Linked DNA regions of Rattus norvegicus: all the other regions are linked to region 2. Evidence: chromatin contacts called from public Hi-C data. All regions are on one chromosome and are shown on one strand. Each heading gives the region's core, a stretch centred on a gene start, on an enhancer-like site or on the middle of the called end of the contact. The rest is flanking DNA. Distances are from core to core; before and after follow the strand shown.

Region 1 (3,041 bases), core at 64-2,563, 720 kb after region 2:
GATCATGAGTTCAGGTCTGGGAGTTGGAGGGATGACTCAGCAGATTCGAGTTCTTGCTGATCTCCCAGAGGACTTGTGTTCTCCTCCCAGCAACTAGCACAAGGCTACACATAACAGCCTTTAATTCCAGTTCATATCTTTAGAACTCCTTAGGCACCCACACACATGTAGACCATGCTTGCTCATTTATGCGCGTGTGTGTGTGACACACACACACAGAGAGAGAGAGAGAGAGAGAGAGAGAGAGAGAGAGAGAGAGAGAGACTGTTTTTTTTTAGGAGTTCAAGCTACTTGGGGAGTTAGAAACTAGTCTAGGCTATACAAGACCAAGCCTCAAAGAGAGAGAAATGAGATGTTGACCCAAGGTATGAGGTGAGCCAGTTACTTCTGGAAGCTGCAGGGTCCTCACCGGTACAGAGTGCATAATGCCTGCTTTACAAGTTTCTCTAAATACTAAATGAGATGCAGGAATATGTCCTGACTCGGTGCTATTCGTTATTCACCTCATAAAACTACTTCCCTCAATAAAAGTTTTTAAATGAGCATATTTTTACTTATGCTCCCAGGAGCACTAAGAATCTATCTCATGATTAGTCATACGCCATAACAATATAATTAATAATAATGTTAATTGCTGCTGATTGAAGGCACTAAGTGCTTAATATGTATAATCTATTATCTAATCTAACCCTCAGCACGTATCTAAAAGATAGGTATCATTACTCCCATTTTATGGGTGAGGATAATGAGACCGGGAAGTTAGGAAATGTGCGCAGGTCACCCGCTGGGATAGGTCTGGCCTTTCAGAAAAAAAAAAAAAAAAAAAATTGTGCATCCACCAAAAGGCCAAAGTGGGAAATGCCCTGCCTTTGGAGTTCATGTTGGTTTTGGCTTTCTCTCTCATTTCTTTTTCAGAAAGAAAGCAAACATTTTAAGTGTCCACCGAGGAAGAAGCAACCTTACAGATGAAGAAGAGGGGGTCCGAGCGCAGATGCCCCCAGCCCTTTCCTCCCCGCCACCCCCTACCCCCACCCCAGGACTACTGCTGTTCTGCGGAGGAGCCAGGTCCCTGCGCTGCCCCTTCCCACCGTGGGTGGCTCCCAGCGGCAGGGAATCACATTATCTGTTGGGAAGGCGTCCAGCACCCTCCTCCTGCCAGCCAGTGTTTGCTCAAGGCCTAGCTCTTCAGAAACTGAAACCGGCAGCCGGGGCTGCCAGCCTGAGGACGCCCGCGGGCGCTGCCCAGGCTTTACCTTCTATGGGGAGGCCCGCGGCGGGCGGAGCGAGCCGGCGCCGCTGACGTGGCCGCCCTGCCCTCGCCCAGGGCGCCCGCCTCCTCAGCGCCGGGTGTGGGAGCGCGGGGCCCGGAGAGCGCAGTGCGCGGGCGTGGGAGCGCAGGAGCGGCCGGCGTCTGGTGCGGGAGGCTGGGGTGCGGAAGCGCGGGCGGGGCTGGCGGTGGCGGCCGTGAGGGCTAGCAGTGGAGGGCAGGCGAGTAGGACGTGGGTCTTAGCGCTGGAAGAGCAGGAAGAAACTAATGTCTGGTCTTTATATTTGGTGACGTGGATCGAGCCTAGGACCCGAGAAGAGCTCAGAACATGGTGACAGTGTTACTGTCCTTGCCCATCCGATAGGGGAACAGTGTGCCCTGTGAGTTTATGAATTTTCTTCCTTCAGAATGTTTAGGTACAGACTGAAGGAGATCAGGAGATGTGAGAGGGTAAAGGCTGAGAATGGATAGGGACACAAATTTGCTGTCTCCCAACTGATGAGATGACCTCAGAAAGCAGTAGCTGGATTACAATCCAGAAGGCAAATTTAGGAAAGTACTTTGTAAACCACCGATTTAAGACAAAGGTCCCTTTCACCTTCAGAGTTCCTTCAGCCATGTCCTCTTACTTCACGATTCGAGCTACTTACCAAAGTAAATAAACCCACAATTCGCTTCCTAAATAATTAATCAAAACCCAGAAGTCACTCAACACGTTTTCAGTAAATATTCACTGGGAATGTCTAAGTACCAGTTGTGGCCTGGTGCTGTGCTGGATGCTCCGGGGTGGGGGTGGGGGTGGGGGTGGGGGTGGGGGTGGGGGTGGGGGTTGGGAGGATGGACAAAAGCTATGTATGTCCTCATGGAGTACCCAGACTGTTGGACACAGAAAGCGAACAACTTAGATATTGACATCCAACTAACAAAAGATACGATGTTTCTACAGTGGACAGATGTTTTCAGTCTAAAGTATATAAAGGTGGCCTGCCTTTCTCCACTGTGGCCTCTTAAGGAGAGAGAGAAAATCTTGGCTCTATATATGAGTGCACACACACACACACACACACACACACCACAGTATTAATTCTTTGATGGATCCAGCAAGTCCAAGTTCCTGCCGCATCATGAAAGCCTACAGAGAGACCCTGTGGCTTGACTCCTGTTTATGTGTCCCTCCTCATAAGAAACTCCTAACAGATGTCTTCAATTCAGTCCTTGGTGAGTGGCTAAGAGGATGGGCTTTGAAGCCAGGTGACAAGAGTTGACTTCAAGGCCTTTCTCAGCAGTCCTCTAACCATGGGCCAAGTACTTGACCTCTGTGTCCCTACATTCCTGTTCCGTAAAGTGTTCCGGGTAATGCCTAGTTCACAGAATTCTAGGCATTAGAGACAGTGCTTAAAGCAGGTGGCAGGCATTCGGTGTGTGCAGCAATGCTGTGGTGCTCTCTGCCTAGAGAAACCCTTCTCCCCCTTTCTCTGCTTGGATAGCATGTATTTATAGTCCAATGTCACCTCCTCTCTGGAACCTTCCTTGCTTTATTGGCAAGGTAATTGGATGCTTTGTCTTCTATGTTCCCAACTCTTTCATGGTACCTTAGAGGACTCTTCATGCTGCAATAAGGTTTTTTTTTAATGTTGTTTAAGTGTTTTCCTTCTTTATTTGACTACAAGTTCTTAAAGAATAGGGACTGTATACAGTTTACTTCATCTCTAAGAAACCAGGCAGTCCCCAGAACAGAGTGAGCACTTGACACCATCTTGAGTTAATGGGTGGA
Region 2 (2,765 bases), core at 205-2,704:
AAGAGAAAACTTACAGAAGTGGGTTTCAGCACTTCGTGGTGAGCCAAGCCTAGTGCGGGCATCAGCATTCTTATCTGAGCTTCACCTCTACTGCCGGTAACTCAGAGAAACAACTGTGTTTGCAGGTCACCATTTTTGGCAAAGTGCCATCAACACTGAGCCTTCAGGGGATGGCTCTGCAGATTAAGTCAGTCAGTAACGAAGACCATAATTATCACCTGTACATACGGAATACATCTACTCTGCTATCCGTTTTAGGATGCCCTGGAAAACAGAGTCCCATCTCCCCATCCTACTAGAGCGGGTTAGAATCAAAAGTGTCTGTTGTTTCTGAGGAGGGAAGCCAAGCCTAAACGTCCAGTTCAGGACTGCTCGCACATGTCTCCTCTTGCAGTTATCTCACTGGCTCGTCAAGGTCCCACTCCAGCAAATGGCAGCAGGCGGAAGTGGCCTGGCCACAGTGGAAAGAACTGCAGCTCCTCAGCTCTGTTCTAAACCCAGGCTCCTCTAGACCAAGGTGCTAGGCGGCTACAAGGAAGCAGAGAGGGCATGAGGTGGGCTCAGCACTGAGCTAAGGTAGGCTGTGCACTTCTCTCCTTCAGTGGCACCGCAGAAGATTCCTTCTCCAGACCGAAATGTTAGCGTGTGCTGTTGTGCACCACAGTACCTTGTCCACAGATATGCTGTAGAGAAACAAACTGCTAGCAGTTTTCCCGGAACTCTGAGATAAGGCACTCCCTTTCTGCTGCAGGAGCTCTCACAGGCTTAACAGATTTTGTTGTTGCTTTCATTCATAGGCTGGGTTAGTTTACGCCTCACCTTGTTAGTGTAGGGGAGGGGAATAATCAGTTCACCACTCTTTGTTTGCTTACTTAAACAGGAGGCTGTTCTACCAGCCCTAAGGCCAGTCAGGCTGTGCTCCTTACAGACCCAGTGTTCTCTCCAGTACTGCAGACTTGGAATCCTTCCCCAGACTAAACTCATCTGACAGTGTATTCCGTCACTCTCACTGGCACCTCTACAAATCATACTACTCTGCCGCTTGGTCTGAAATGAACATTTCTGTCTACCCTCCACGGCCACTCACTGTGGAAGCCATGCATTGAGCTCCTACTTGTGTCCACGACTGGCGGGCCTGCCAATCATGCAACAGTACACTGTGGTTTCTGGTTATTGCTTTTAGATCTCCCCTCACTGTCAGATCCTTGGTGGTAGGAACACGGTTGTGATTTCTTTCTTTTCCTTTTAACCTAACTTCTACTTGGCATGCTCGAATGCTCGGATTTCTTCAGTAGAAATTCCATTTCTTCATGGGATTAGGGATAGAAACATTCCAACTTGTGTACAAAGTGTGAACTTGAGTAAGTAATTTGCTTTTCTCTCATCAGCCAGGCCAGGGGCAATGTAATTCGGAGTGAGCAGAGCAGTGCTGGGTAAGTGCGGCTGAGTGAAGACTGCCCAGGACCAGGCTACAGGAGTAACTTGGTGACGCAGCATTTCCCTGGCACAAGGCTCTAGGTTTGATCCCAGGCATCACAAACAGAACCTATCATACATACATGTAAAGTGCTAACCCTGACTGTATAGTCAGCTAATCCTTATCAACTATAGGCTACATCAATTTGTCCTCTACATTAAGGGATGACTCATGCCAGTGACTGGGCCAAAGATTTTGAACGTTTCGTCTCAATTAATTTCTTCGACAACCACATGAGGTATATACTCCAGGATCTGAGTTTTCAAAGAGAGGAAACGGGTTTAGAGAGGCGAAGGGGTTTGTCCAATACATAGTGATGAAATCTGAACTTGGGACTTGAGTTTAGCTTTGTGTGGTATCAGAATCTGTGCTCTTATTTACGATGCTATTTCTTATGTGAATTATACTGTGTAAAGTAAAAAGGAGGAGGTACCAGACGAGGAAAATAAAAAGTTCCTCATAATTCCCGGGAAGATACTTGATAAGCTGTAATTCCGGGCTGGCAACCACTAATACTCTGAGCACTAAATGTATTCTTTAAAATTACAGATTGGAAACACTTAGCACATATAACATATCATCTCCAAATAAAAGTGTTTCATGGAACAGTAGCAGCTGTCCAGCTAGGGGGAAAAAACATATCGCTTACTGCAGTTTATAAAACTTCACAGCAATCTGACATGAAGGTTGTGTGTTTTCAATTGAAGGATGCCAAGTTCAGCGGCCTTCCTGTGGGCTTGTTTACTGATACTTGATACACTTCAGCATCTGCTCCCCTTCTTGATTGATGTGGGACTTCACGTTAGCACTCCGCTCACGCCAGACGGGTAAAGAGATTTAGTACTTAGCCTACCCTTCTCAGCCAGTAACGCTGCTCTGCTAGAAAGGAAGCGACCAGCCAAAGTTGCACACGATTCATCCACCAAACTGGAGGCCCCATGACGGCCCTGGGAAATCCACAGTCTTGAACCCAAGTTTCCATTATCAGCCAGGAGAGATAAAATAAATTCTGGTTTTATAAAACGCCCAAGAAGAAACTGATTTCTGAGTTAGTGTGCAAAGAAATGTTCATTTTAAAAAATTGGTACCAGGGAAGATGTCATCTCCTACAAGTGGTGGCATGTGCCCTGGATGCCATGAGCAGACACCACATGACCTGAAATGCTTCCCAGTTCTGCCTTCACTATGTGACGTTCCATCAAACCAATCCCCTTAGTCTAGTCAGAGACAAACTGCCAGATCCCATACATGTTCCTCGAGCCTCCCACCAGGCAATGGCTGCAGCTGT
Region 3 (2,728 bases), core at 175-2,674, 600 kb after region 2:
TACAACCGAAAACAGAAGGCAGAGCATTCACACTAAGTTACCGGAAGACATTTTAATGAAAAGACCGCATGCTTAGGTATAAAGGGAACCCTGCAGCTTGCTGCCAACAGAAATCCACTACATATCTATGTCTTCACAGGGGAAAAGGGGGACCAGCTCCATAAACTAAAGATAGTATTTGTAAGGAAGGGTCAACTGATCAGAGGTTGCTCTGTTAGAGCAGGCAAGGTGCCCTGTAAGCCTGCAAAGGGGAAGCTAAAGGATCACTTCCCATGCTCCTTTGCTCTACATTCCTGCATCTCCTCCTGCTGCTTGCCTTCCCATGCTCCTTTGCTCTACATTCCTGCATCTCCTCCTGCTGCTTGCCTTCCCATGCTCCTTTGCTCTACATTCCTGCATCTCCTCCTGCTGCTTGCCTTCCCATGCTCCTTTGCTCTACATTCCTGCATCTCCTCCTGCTGCTTCCTGTAGGCTGAGCTCCTCTGGCAGTTGAGAGGGAAGTGTTGCTCATTACTGTTACCCCTGCAGGGCATCTGTCTGGGCACAGGGGAGTACAAAGGCCTGGGGGTAGCCTGGACTGTCATGGAAGTTTATCAACACAATAGTTATGACTGAATTGATAACAATTGTACAACTAGGCATGACTGTTAATGCTAAGTGACATGGTACTTAGTATATACGGGCCACTTCAAAAACACTTGCAGGATCGCAGATAGAAAACACTATTAGGGAGAGTATAAACTACCAGATGCTTGTAATTACAAATGCAGTGTTTATTGTTTACCCCAAATGATAACTGCTGATTTAGATCTTACCTGGGTGAAACAGGGAAGTGACTGAGGTGTGGGCTGGGGCAGGAGCCATGTATTATCAACAAGGTCAGGCAAACACCTTCCACTTAAAAGGTGTTAAAGTATAACCCAGGAGAAGAGAGAAAGAAACAAGGGAGGGAGGAGGGGGTTGGGAAGCCAATGGCACATAGAATAGAGGCCAAATGTCTAATTATAGCCGACAAGGCCCTCATGATCTGGGCCTCTTTCCCTATGCCCCCCATGGGGCACTGTGTCCCAGCCAAAGTCAACTTTGTTTAGTTCTCGAAATAGCCCTCAGGTCCTTGCCTCAGCTGCTGCTTCGGCCTGGAACACTCTACCCCATTTTCTATTTACCCATCTCAACCCCTGCTTATCTAACAGGCAGTCTTGATGAGGGCCTTTCTTTCAGCATTCCATTCTTTCTTCTCTCCCTCCCTCTAACAGGTATTCCTTTGGGTATCTGGCATATGCAGACTCTGTGAGAGCTGGCCCCGGGCCTGTGAAGTTCTGTGAGGAAACTGTCTCCACATCTACATGTAGACTGGGGTTTTCCAGTGTGTTGGCATGATATCCTGGGCTTATGTGACAGCCACTTTCGTATTCTGTGCCCTGGCACCCTGGATGTGTGTCTGCCTGTTATATCATAGGCTCCAGAAGACAAACATCTGTCTGCCTGTGTGGGTACAGATTCCCATGCTGCAATAACGAATTACCATTACACCAAGGTTTAAAGTGACACAAATTTACTGACTTGTGGTTATGTAGGTATATGTTTAACAGTAGTTCACTGGGCTAAAATTAAGGTGTGTGGGAGTCTCTTGGGAAAAATTATTTGCTTGACTTTCCTATAAGCTACCCATAGCCTATAACCAACAGCCTCTTCCTTCATTTGCAAAGCCATCCAAGGCTGGTAGCAGTTGCTAGATCATGTCACTCTGGTGCTGAATTTGTGTCTTACATTTTTAAAAGACTTTGATTATACTGCCACACCTAGATAAGTCAGATCAGTAACAATAATGTTAACTCTAGGTATCACCTTAATTCCCTTTTGCTGACAGTTCCAAGGATTAGGACTGGGATATCTCTGGAGACGTGTCATTCTCCCTACCATACTGTGGATTGACAAATGCAGAGTATTTAGGAAAAATAAAATGACTTGAGTATGTAGTTGGGAATGTGAGTGTGGGGGGACATACAGAATTTCTAGGTATATGCTGGTATGTGGCACATAAAAATGCCGGGTAGCTGGATATTTGGATGTGAGGTTTGGAGTTACACACTGACTGCTCTCATTGGTGGAATTCAGATGTATACAATCTGTGCTGGGAGCTTAGAAACCACCAGAAAGGGGAAATATAAACATGAAATAGGTTAGGGTCTTATTTTCCTGAAAACACCATAAAGAATTTAGATTCTTTCCCATGTGGATACTCTCAGGACCTGAATTTCTGTCCTCTATATTTCCATGTGACTCTGGCCACACTGAGAGTGGAAACCCTGTCTTGCCTGGGCCAGGAAGCTCTGAGAATAGCTTGTACCATCAGCATACAGCTCAGACACTTGCACCACGAGCATTGAGAAATCAATCACAGCACAGTTTCCTGTTCTAACTGGGAAAGCAAAGCTCCTGACATGGAATCCTTCTCAAAGCCCTAGCCCACTTCTTACCTAATTTCATAGATCTAAGACAGCACAGCCCTTACGTCACAGCTAGCCTGCCCCCCTTCTTTGCACAGATGAGACATTGCCCAGTGGCAGATCTGTACAGGCTTATGTGACTGTCAGAACAGAATGGTATCAGGGTCCCCGATTGCAATTCAGACCTGTATAAGGTAACAACTCTTTGAGAATGGGGATTTTGTATCACATGCTCTATAGCATCAGGTTTCTTTTGGGCTCTCTGGTCCCAGGTTCAG

What was found. A called contact is a pair of places that touch in the nucleus more often than the background predicts.
Region 1: a Hi-C map of psoas muscle shows a contact between it and region 2, with 5 times the contacts expected there. The contact joins two enhancer-like sites. A contact is called at or near these places in 4 of 12 Hi-C or Micro-C datasets (the A7r5 cell line, the Rat2 cell line, frontal cortex and 1 more).
Region 3: a Hi-C map of psoas muscle shows a contact between it and region 2, with 2.8 times the contacts expected there. The contact joins two enhancer-like sites. A contact is called at or near these places in 3 of 12 Hi-C or Micro-C datasets (Schwann cells, mammary epithelial cells and psoas muscle).

What each region holds. Positions count from the first base shown.
Region 1 is chr5:115,114,258-115,117,298 of GRCr8, reverse strand. No RefSeq gene overlaps it. Among named protein-coding and RNA genes, the nearest start is that of Jun, 100 kb to the right of the region's middle. Within about 2 kb of position 1,313, at least 88 of the 93 cell types and tissues checked have an H3K27ac peak or open chromatin away from gene starts, as enhancers often do.
Region 2 is chr5:115,837,765-115,840,529 of GRCr8, reverse strand. All of the region lies in intron 14 of Fggy (FGGY carbohydrate kinase domain containing), which reads right to left. Among named protein-coding and RNA genes, the nearest start is that of Hook1, 100 kb to the left of the region's middle. Within about 2 kb of position 1,454, at least 8 of the 93 cell types and tissues checked have an H3K27ac peak or open chromatin away from gene starts, as enhancers often do.
Region 3 is chr5:115,236,482-115,239,209 of GRCr8, reverse strand. No RefSeq gene overlaps it. Among named protein-coding and RNA genes, the nearest start is that of Jun, 220 kb to the right of the region's middle. Within about 2 kb of position 1,424, at least 9 of the 93 cell types and tissues checked have an H3K27ac peak or open chromatin away from gene starts, as enhancers often do.